Linked DNA regions of Rattus norvegicus: region 2 is linked to region 1. A link is a contact called in public Hi-C data. All regions are on one chromosome and are shown on one strand. Each heading gives the region's core, a stretch centred on a gene start, on an enhancer-like site or on the middle of the called end of the contact. The rest is flanking DNA. Distances are from core to core; before and after follow the strand shown.

Evidence for each region. A called contact is a pair of places that touch in the nucleus more often than the background predicts.
Region 2: a contact with region 1 is called in a Hi-C map of psoas muscle, with 3 times the contacts expected there. The contact joins the promoter of Nop56 here to the enhancer-like site in region 1. A contact is called at or near these places in 11 of 12 Hi-C or Micro-C datasets (the A7r5 cell line, the Rat2 cell line, Schwann cells and 6 more) and 1 of 1 datasets of contacts at active chromatin or transcription factors (oligodendrocytes).

The regions. Positions count from the first base shown.
Region 1 is chr3:137,721,794-137,727,263 of GRCr8, reverse strand. No RefSeq gene overlaps it. Among named protein-coding and RNA genes, the nearest start is that of Tgm3, 43 kb to the right of the region's middle. Within about 2 kb of position 4,178, at least 1 of the 93 cell types and tissues checked has an H3K27ac peak or open chromatin away from gene starts, as enhancers often do.
Region 2 is chr3:137,927,686-137,933,282 of GRCr8, reverse strand. It overlaps Nop56 (NOP56 ribonucleoprotein), which reads right to left and starts at 3,104. Exons shown (of 12, transcript NM_001025732.1): 1 at 3,046-3,104; 2 at 2,797-2,886; 3 at 2,374-2,488; 4 at 1,873-2,034; 5 at 1,527-1,725; 6 at 1,028-1,215; 7 at 793-944; 8 at 522-622; 9 at 33-181. The coding sequence starts at 3,048. Snord110 (small nucleolar RNA, C/D box 110) reads right to left here and starts at 2,212; the gene lies at 2,144-2,212. Snord86 (small nucleolar RNA, C/D box 86) reads right to left here and starts at 459; the gene lies at 374-459. It overlaps LOC134478803 (small nucleolar RNA SNORA51), which reads right to left and starts at 1,415; the gene lies at 1,284-1,415.

The DNA.
Region 1 (5,470 bases), core at 2,929-5,428:
CAAATCACTTATTTTCTGAATTTCGTTGTGTGTACCATCTGCTGCCAAAAGAATTCTCCTTTTGTTTGAGGTTTCTGATATTTGATCTAGTTTCTGATTTTAGAGAGGGGATGATAGAGAAGCAATAAAGACCCATTAAGGAAAAAGGAAAAGAACTCTGCTCAAGAGAATAGCCTCTGTTCTAATTTTCCTTTAATGACAAAAAAAATCCCTTTTCTTCCCTCCCTAATCTCTAGTCCTCTCGTGCAGATTCTTAAAGAACTTTAAAGTTTGCCCCTGGCCCAAATTACTCAGAAAAGTGTAACTTTTGTTTTTGTCTTCTCACACGACCTCTGTGTTCCATAACCTTTGGCCTTCTCCAACATTTAGACGTCCTTACTCTTCTGAAGCACCCTTCCCTACTGTATGACATCTGCCCTGTGTTTGACTTCTATGCTGGTTCAAATGACACGGGCTTTCCCCCTCTCCTTTGGTAGCTGCTGTCTTGTTTTGATTCTGTTGTTGTTGTTTGGTTTTTCATTTAAATTCTAATAAAAATGCTTAAGAAAGAGAAGAGGCCTTTGGGATAAGAGGAGGCAGCTACATTTATCTGTGCTATATTTAGAATATGCTTAGCAAACGACAGTAGTAGTCTCTCCTCTGGGCCTATGATTTTCCAGCCATGGCTAGTTGACTAGGTTCACAGTGCCAGGCATGAATCCCTCCTACTGAGCGGGCATCCAGTCTTACTAAACATCCATTGGTTACCCCCAATACAGAAGTGCTATGATCACGTATTGGGGATATTTCCTGGCCAGTCACTGTTGTGGTTCATGGGCTTGCATCCGAGCAAGGCTTCTGGTTGCTTCTCTCCCTGGTATCATATATAGCACTTCCTGATACTGTGAAAGCTAATACCAGGGAGGCTTCTTGGTCAGTTTTAGCTTTATTCCTCCAAGTCCAACGTCCAAAGTGAATGGTGCCTCTGGCAATAAGGTCTAATCTTCAAGTTCTGGGAGGCAATCAAGGACAAGCTAATCCTAGATTGTTGGTTTACCTAATCAGGCATGGAGTAGACTTCAAATTCAATCAGAGAGTGGTTTGTTTCCCCCAAAACAGTTAAATCACTATTGTACCATTAACTTATAGATGTGTACTGCAGCTGGCTAGGCAAAACTGATGACGGGTTCCCCGCTCCAGAAGTTTGTATACCTCCGGGTACTATGTATGCTAGGCAGTCATGTGGGCAAGGCTGTGTCTATCTTTTTTTTTTTTTTTTTTTTTTTGGTTCTTTTTTTCGGAGCTGGGGACCGAACCCAGGGCCTTGTGCTTCCTAGGCAAGCGCTCTGCCACTGAGCCAAATCCCCAACCCCTGTGTCTATCTTTGATGATGAGGTGTGTTTCTTTACAGCCATAATCATAAGAATCCTGGGTTTTAAAAATTATTTATTTATTTATTTATTTATTTATTTATTTATTTATTTGTTGGGAGTGTGTGTGGTGTGTGTATGTGTGTGGTCTCTCTCTCTCTCTCTCTCTCTCTCTCTCTCTGTGTGTGTGTGTGTGTGTGTGTATGTGTGTGTGTGTACATGTGTGCACACACCATGGTACATGCATGGAGGTCAGAGGACACCTTGTAGGAGTCGTTCTTTCCTTCACTCTGGGACCCTTGGGGCATTGAACACATGTCACCAGGCTTGGCAGCAGGTGCCTTGACCCACTGAGTCATCTTCCCAGCCCAGGAATTCTGTTCTCAAATCCAATATGCTAGTTTGTCTGGTAGAATGAAGAACAAAGTCTATTGAATATTCAGGGCTAATTCTGAAAGATGTATTAATTCTCTCGTTTTTTATTTTATAGTGTTTAGTCGTATTTGGTTAGTAACTGTCCAGTTTTCTTGCTTTTGCTATAGCTCTTTGATGAGCTTGTCACTCCCGTCCATCTGTGATATTGACTCCAATGTCCTCTGGAGTGCTGGCTTAGTGATGGTAAGTTGCTTTAGTCTGCTTTTGGCATGTTAAGTTTTTTCTTTTTCTTGATCTGTGACAGCTTTGCTGGACACCGTAACATGGGTTTGTAGCTGTGGTCTCTCAGAACTTGAGTCACGTCTTTTTAAGCCCTACTAAGTTTTAGAGTTTCCACTGAAAAACTGGCTTTTGTTTTCATGGATCTGCCTGTGTGTGTGCCCAGCCCCTCTCCTGACACTTTACTGTGTTTGTTCTGAATATTTAGGTTTCTTTCCTTTCTTTTTAAAACTATAATATTATGTGGGGAATTCTTTCTTCCTGGCTCTGTCTATTTGGTTTCCTTATACCTGGTAGGACACTTCTTTCCACATATTTGGGGAGTTTATTGAAAATATTTTATTGACTTCTCTATAGATTTTTCTACTTTGTCTATATTTGCAGATATGGCCTTTTCATGGTGTTGTAAAGATCTCGCACATTCCCTTTGTACTTTAGAACATTTGCCATTGAGTTGGACTGTGTGGTCTACCTCCTCTCCGCTGTCTGCAGGCCTTGACGTCCTGCCCTGGGGTTTTCCTTTGCGTTGTGTTTTATGGAACCTCCTCTTCAGTTTCCCTTCAACTTGGCTTTTCTTCAGTATTTCTGTCTCTGTTGATATCTATTTTCACAAATTGAATTGCTTCCCTCGTTTAATCCAGCTGTTTATGTTCCCAGGATTCCCTTCAGGAGATTATCCATATCGTTTTCAAAGCACCCACAGGTTTACTCGTGCTCCTTTTGAATTCTCTGTCTGGAATTTTATCCAAGTCACTCTACTGGGGCCATGACTATGGGATTGGTCAGTCGCTTTTGCAGGGGACATTTTGTCCTGGATTTTCATGTTATTTGGGCTTTGCATTGAGACTCGCTTGTCCCAGTGCATCCGTTCACTGACTAAGTCTTTCTGGCACAAATATGTTGAATGATCATTTGACTTAGCACTCTCACCAAAACGCACACTTTCTACTTATTTGTACTCTCTCACCACAGATGTATGACAAGTGACAACCATTTCATAGTCTGCAGAATGATCTGCCCTGCAATTTCCTCCCCAAACAAATAGGCTTATTTCTTTTGACTTCACCTCCACTCTGATTTTCAGGACACAGGCAGAATGTAGCCATGTCCTTTTTGTTTTGTTTTGTTTTGTTTTTTGTTTTTACATGTAGATTTGTTTATTAAGATAACCATTCCCCCCCCCCCCAATTTCCGACTCACGTTTTTCATCCCGGTCAGTCTCCCTCCTTTCCTTCCCCCTACCCTCTTCCCCACCTTCCCTCTCCCTCAGATCCACCCCCTTTCTGCCTCCCCTCAGAAAAGAACGGGCTTCCCAGATTCTTCTTATAAGAGTGTATTGTGGATGGTCTCTAGCCCAGTTCCCAATAGAGCCCTTGCCCTTCTCTGAAACTTCGTAAACCAGGCCTCTCCTATAGGCATTTCTCTTGTACTTTGATTTGCCAACTTCCACTAAATACTAGTTACTTCTCTCGTAGAAAGAACAACTTTATTTAGCTCACACTTTGAGAGTGCAGTGGGTTCTGGCAGGGCAAGGAAGGAAGAACAGTGAGAGCATCTCTGGCTGTGATGGCAGGGAGGTGGGGCAGCTGGTCCCGTGTGCGCATGCTCAGGACGTGGAGCGAGGTGTGTGGTGGTGTGTTTTGTGAATGTTCTCCTTGTCTTTCGTCTAGGACCCCAACCCAAGGCATGGTGCTCCCCACAGTCAGGGTAAGTCAGTTAACCTTCTCTGGAAAGACCCTCACCGGTACGCTCAGAGGTGTGGTGTGTCTCCTAGGTGACTCTAAACACTGCCAATCACAGTGACACATACACCACACTCCTCTCGAGTGTTCCCAGCACTAATCACTTTTGGATTTGTGGTAAAAGTCTATCTGAGTCCTCACCGTGTCATCTATCTCCTGCCCCCCCCCCCACAGTCTCCCAGTCTGTGTGACCACGAACCTGTAGAAACCACCAAGCGTTGCCCCCAATCCTTACAACCTGATCATAGTAGGGACTCATTAATCATTTATCACTCACTGAAAGTTTTGCCTGGTAATTTCATGGCCTGGAGATCACAGCATGCAGGGTGAAGTGTACCACCGACATATTTTAAAACACCCACACCCTCAACCCCACAGAATTCAAGCTCAAGCATAGCCCATCAGATTTACATACTATGTATGTTATTCTCCCATAGACCACTAGGGGGTGCCTCTTTCCCATTTCTAAGGACTATAAAATACGGGGAAGAAGACGCTGCAGTATATCCTGTGGGAGGAGTCGGGGAATGTCACTGTCTACTTTAAAACAACCAATCCTCTTATATTTTTACATATTTAAAATGTTTTGATGTTGTTAACACGCTCGCATAAAATACCTTAATGTGGCTGCATGTGTTCAAACATTAAAATTTCATTAGAAAGTAAGATAATCTATTATAGACTGGTTTTTAATTACGTGGACCAGCAGGTTGCTTTTTCAGTGACAGGATCCCGAGTGAGAGGAGCAGGAGATCAGGAGATAAATAGGAAGGATGATAGAGAAGAAAGTTTGGGACCAGGAGGCCTTGCATAAACTGTTATTTATGTTATTTATGTTATTTATTGCAACAAGGTTATTAAGAAGTTCAGCGCTGGGCTGGGGAGATGGCTCAGTGGTTAAGAGCACTGGCTGCTCTTCCAGAGGTCCTGAGTTCAATTCCCAACGACCACATGGTGGCTCACAACCATCTGTAATGAGATCTGATGCCCTCTTCTGGTGTGTCTGAAAACAGCTAGAGTGTACTCATATATAATAAATAAATACATTTAAAAATAAAAGAAATGCATCGCCTTATATATTACTTTTAGGGAAGAAATGAGACAGTCCGTGGAAACTATCATACAATAAGGGCAAGATCATATGAAGCTAATCAAACAATGTTGTACAAGGGGAACCCAAGGTATCTCATGAACGTTACAGACTGTACATACGGGGTCTGAGACTGATAACCGCAGCCCTGTAGGGTGGGAAGAGTTGGGGGTCATGTCTGAAGCTATAGTTCCCCCAAGGCACATTACCAGCTCTGTTAAGCAAGACCCTCGAGAAGGAACTAAATCCCTTCTCCATACGTCAGAGACTCAGGAGAAGTCTTGGTTCCTCAGCCAGCCCTCAACATATAAAGTCTGATGAGCTGTGCATACGTGTTAAAATTCCGCAGAGCGGTTCTCTTTCATGCTCCCTGTCACCCATCGGCATTCTGAAGGCTTTCTATTACTTTTCATTCATTTGGGAGCTTGGCAGGCATATTTGGTATTGATGCTAGTGTTCCCATGGTCAAAGAAATATGAGGGTACTTACAATTCTAATTTTCTTGATGTATTGATATTTTACCATTAGAAAATATTTTTGTCTCTGGTAACATCTTTGTCTATTCTGCATACTTGTATGCCCCTTCCAGATTTCTTTCAGTCACCACTTGCAGAATACATAATTTTTTATCTTTT
Region 2 (5,597 bases), core at 1,855-4,354, 210 kb before region 1:
CTTCACTCAAATGCCAACCTCCCCATCCATACCAGAGAAGCAATCAATTCTTGAGGCAATACTGCATTTGTTTGCTAGGTATCGGGAGATACGGCCTTTGTTCTTTGCAGCTGCTCGGCCAATGAAAGTGGAATGAAAAATGAGTCCGTATTTTGGTGTGTTACCCCTTGTCTTCAGGGCTCTGTGAGAATATTCAGTGAACAGTTTAGTCAGAAGACTTGACCTAAACGGTCAAGTTCCCCTCTTACAATTTCCCACCAGACTTGGCTGAACTTTCTACCTCAACGTGCGCCAACCTAGCTCCCAGAGACAGAGAGGGAAGGCATTCAATTTGCTGACCTGGAAACTTGGTCCCTTTTTGCTGGGCCCTGGGAATCACTCAGACACTAGGACTGGCCATCACTCCCATAGTAGAGGCCTCTATAGGTCAGGTAGTCCTGGTCAGCCATCACTGTAATCCCCAAACAAAGCAGTGGACACCAGAAGCAGCACCTGACATGGGCAGGCGCCCTCACTGGTACCTGAACAGGGCCTTTTCAGCCCCAAGGATCTGCACTGTGGATGCTGGGTACTTGGCCAGGTTGGTGAGGCTGCCAGCATGGGCAATGAGACGTGCACCTACCTGGAGAGAGACCCAAGGAGGGCAGGTGAGTGGACAGAAACCTGACCTACCACTCTTTCCCCTCTCCTCCTCCCCACCATGCAACAACTAGGGACAGCATGCTAGCCACAAGTATAGCGGTACAGAATGCTATGTTTTACTCCCCCACTTTTGTGTTCCCCATGACGCACCGCTTCCCCAATTAAGGCTGACAGGCTGGGGGCTACTTGGCTCATCTTGGAGCGAAGGTAATTGTGTAGGCTCTGGCGATACTCTGACAAAGACACCACACGACTGGAGAAGCTCTCGATGTTTATCAAGTCGATAGCAGATATGTCCATGCCTAGGAAACACCTAGTGTGAACAGGGGGACCAGATACTCAAGGAGCCTCGTACCTTATACGGGCTGCCTCGCTCCGCACTGACCCATGGAGGACCGAGAGGCATCCAGAATGGCCTTAGCCTTGGCTCCATCCATTGTAATTTCTTCCAGCTTCTCTAACTTTTCTTCATTTAGCTCCCTGCGGTTCCCGATGAACTGAGCCAGGCGACAGTATGTAGCATTGTCGTTGATAATCTTCACCAGCTCTGGAAAGTGGTACCCATACCACTCCCTGCAGAGGGACAATCACACCTTGACCCAGCTGTCAAACCTGATCTCAGGTCCCAGGCTCCCTCAAATCACTGTCTACCCATTCACAATACAGACCAGGCATGGTGGCCTAGGCTGAGGTGTACACAGGGTAGTTTATTCTGCCTCCTCTTTCTATACAGTCAGTGTAGGAACACAGCCTGTGGTAAGCACAAGGAGGCCTGGCTTTGGTCCATGATTCTACCCACAAATTATCAGCCTTGCTTGACCTTAAGTTTGCATTAGCTAAACTAGGCCGAAGAAAACCAGTGTTTGGTGGCTTCTGCACCTTACCTGACACGCATGGAGAAGGTATTGATATCTTTATCCAGTTGGTCCAGAAGGCTTATAGACTGAATGATCATGTTGTCCACCCGGTTCACATTAAACTTAACTTTGGCACGAGAATAGCTGTGTCCCAGCCCTAGCTGGGCTTTACAAGCAGAAAGATCTGTCAGACCCTTCACCAGGTTATGGAAATGCAGACGAACCCCTAAAAAGAAGGCAGGACTATGGTTAAGGACCTTTTAGAACCCACATAACCACTCATAGCTGCTTACTAGAAACCAGCAGCCCCTCTCCTGGCCTCTGTGGTACTTCATCCACATGGTAGAGGCAACACACTGAACAGGACTCTTACCTCGAAGGATCTCAGCTATCACACCACCAGTCTGGCAGTTGTACCCCAACTCTTCCTGTATAGCAGCACCGATCTTGGGGTCTCCGACCCCCAGAAGTACTTTCTTCTTTTTAGATGGCAGGTATGTCTCCAGGAGCAGGCGGAGGTCCTCATGAACAACACCTTGGAACAAAGAACACAGCTCTTAACGCGACGAAGAATGTCCCAACTGTAACAGAGGAAGGACTGTGCCTCCACTCCGACCATACAGGAACACCCATCCCTTCAGGCATTGCTCAGAAACATGGAGTCATCATCGATCACTCAGGGGATTGACAGATTTTTCAAGTCATCATTGCAAAGCCTGACTCAACCACAGGTCCGGGAGCACAATTGTGAAGCATTTAACTGTTTTAAACTGCCATCTTGTAGGTCTCAAATAATGCCTAGAATCTATCAAGCTTAGAAGAAAATCATCAGCCATTCAGAAACACGCATCCCTGGGGGGGGGGGGGAGCTCACCTTCAGACACAGCATTAGCATTTTCCAAGGCAACCTGGGATGAAGAAAAGGGGCAAAAGGCCACCAGACGAACGACATTGTGGAATTTGCCAAGGTTAAGCACACACTCCTCCACCTGTGGAGAGGATGAATGGGCTTTCTTTGAATTTGGCCTCTACCGCGCAGTAAAGCAGGAACACCAGCTGTTGTAGCAATTGGTGCCTAGGCCCGCATCCGGACTCTAATTCTTAAGAAATGAGAGTATGAGATGTTGATCTACAACCTCTCCTATTATATAGATTAGCCTTAGAGTCCCCTCGTTCTACAGCTCTGCCCCCCTCCCCGTTCGGTGCGGTCGGCCACGTGGGAACACGCGGTGCATGCTGGGGTTTGGCGGCCTTAGGGGCTGCATTGCAGCACCACGAGCCCACCGATTCCACTCACCTGCGGCAACAGCAAGCTGATCTCCTCTACTTCCTTCAGCGCTAACAGCGCGTAGCCGACCGCATGCTCGAAGAGCACGTGCAGCAGAACCTGAAAAGGGAACCGGCGCGCGGCCATTAGTCAAACTTCCGAGTCCGCTGGGCCGCTGCTAGAGCAGGCCCTGGCCCAAACTCCGAGCCCAAACCTGAATGCAAACCCAGACGCACACTGAGGCCTTCACAACGCAAATAACCCACAACCACTCCTCACCATGGCGCCTGCTCCGTGCCCAGCTCGCAATGCGGGTAGCGCGCTCTGGCGCGCGGAACCAGACTGCGGAGGCCACGCCTTCTCCTGTTGGACCAATCAGAGGCTGGGGACGGAACCATTACTAGGTCTTCGGAGGGATTTGCGGGTGTGGTATCGTCCGTCGGGCGGGTTGGATTACGCGGGCGCGAGCGGGCCTGCCCATCTGGGCCTCTGAGCCTGAGCGAGCTGAGACTGTGTCGGGAATGAATGGCGCCGGTCTTACCGGCAGGCCGCAGAGCCTGGAGATCATTCTTCTCCGTTTTTCGTGCTTTTTTACCCATGTGCCGGGAGGCGGAACTCGGTGAGGGAACGAAAGGCTCCCTGATGAACTTTGTCGGTTTCCCGCTGCCCAGACAGTCCTGGTCCTCGCCTTCCGCCTGGGACCCGGTCCCCGACGCTGCAGAAATGGCGGCTCCTTGCTGCCTGCGTCTTCCTCTTAAATTTTGTTGTTCAAAAAAGTGTTGGTGCGGGCAGTGGCGTAGATAATGGCGGTTTACCTCTTGCTAGTTCTCTTCCTTGCCCTGCTTCATAGAACCGAGCTCTGCTCGGCACCACGTGGTGCTCATGGCTGAGTGGGCCCTGAATCCTTCCAAGAAGCTGCTTTCTTGTTTAACAATGTCATTTGTTGGCACACCAAGGTATCTAATTTAAAATTACTCTTGCTTTAAAGAGGAAAAAAAACCCACATAACTTTAGTTTTAGCATTTTAAGTCCCAAACTTGATTGCCTCTTAGTCTGTGCCTTAAAGAAAATAATAATGCTAAGGGGATTCTCCTCTACCTCCCTTCCCTCCTCATTTTCTTTCCATTCCCCTCTTCCTTTCCTTCATCCTTCCTCACCTCCTCACTCTTCCTTTTTCCCTCTTCCCTTTCCTCCCTTCCTTACCCCTCCCCCCCACCTTCTGGCGGCTCTGTAGCTGACTACGTGTATGCTCTTTGAACCTCTACCAGTCCTGTGTATCTGTTAGCGAATTCAAGGCAGGGCCTCCACCAGCTGAACTCTACTGCAACTCCTAAAGGGATTTTGAAAATTCTTATAACCATAAGGCACATTTATAAGTTGTATCTGATTTGTTTTCTCAACTCAGTGAATTTACTGAATTCATTCGTCGGGTAGAGAGATGGCTCAGTGGTCAAGAGTACTGATGACTCTTCCAGAGGTCCGAGGTCCACTTCTCAGCACCTACATAGCATCTCACATCTACCTGTAACTCCAGTTCCTGGGGATCTGTTGCTTTCTTTTGGCCTTCACGGGTACCAGCCATATATGTGGTACACACACATACATGTAGGCAAAATGCTCATACACATAAACATTTTAAATATTGAAGCACAGAGAGATTGGGAGATCTCCAAGGTCTGCCCCATGCAGGACAGCAGACAGGATTTCTCCAGGTTTTCCCCAGCCCTCTGAGTAAAGTGTTTCAACAGCAAAAAATTGGAAGCACATAGTTCATTTTATTGCACTTATAAATCTATATTAAGCATTACTGATTAAATCATAATAATCTCAGTATTGTTTACAGATATGGTTATTACTGCATTTTGGTTCATGATCTCAAAACTAAGTCACTACTTGTCTCTTTTTTTTTTTAAAGATTTATTCATTTATTATATATAAGTACACTGTAGCTGTCTTCAGATACACCAGAAGAGGGCACTGGATCTCTTTACAGATGGTTGTGAGCCACCATGTGGTTGCTGGGAATTGAACTCATGACCTCTGGAAGAGCAGTCAGGTGCTTTTAACCACTGAGCCATCTCTCCAGCCCTACTTGTCTCATTTTTAAAGATGTTACTGTGTATGTGTGTTTGCTTCTCTGTGGGTGTGCATGGCACTGCGTGTGTAGATGAAGACATCTTGTGGGAGTTGGTTCTCTCCTACCACATGGGTTCCGGGGATTAAGTTGAGCCTTCAGACTTGGTAAGGAATGTCTTTACCCACTGAGCCATCTCATCAGCCCCACATTTCACATTTTTTTAGAGTGGAATGACAAAATTAATCTATTGAAAACTTAATTTCTTAAACAGGGCAAATTATTGCCATACATGGTCAAATGGATGATTCCAGAATATAATGGGAAATAGTAACACCATGTAACTCCATTATTTTTTAACTTAACCCTAAATCTTTATGGCTTTAGAGGTACTTAACTACTAGAGAATGTGTTTCTAGTAAGAGGTTAGAATCTCTTAGTAGGTTACAGAGTTAATTTGGTAGCTCATGGGCAATATTAAGTAGGATATAGAGACTAGGAGGTCATGTCACAGTTGTATGGAAAATTGGTTGTAAATCTTGTTGTCTTAGCTGTACGTACTTGGACACACATAGCATATCTCATATTCATATATGTGTAAATTTTGTATAAATTTAGAATATAAAAGCCGTGAGAGCAGTGAGCAAAAAGAATCATGGAGTAAGTTGGCTGTAAACGGTCTATAATGAAGCTGCCTTGGGTAATGAAGTAGACTTGAATAGTTAAAGAAATGTGTATGTATTACAACTAGGAAGCT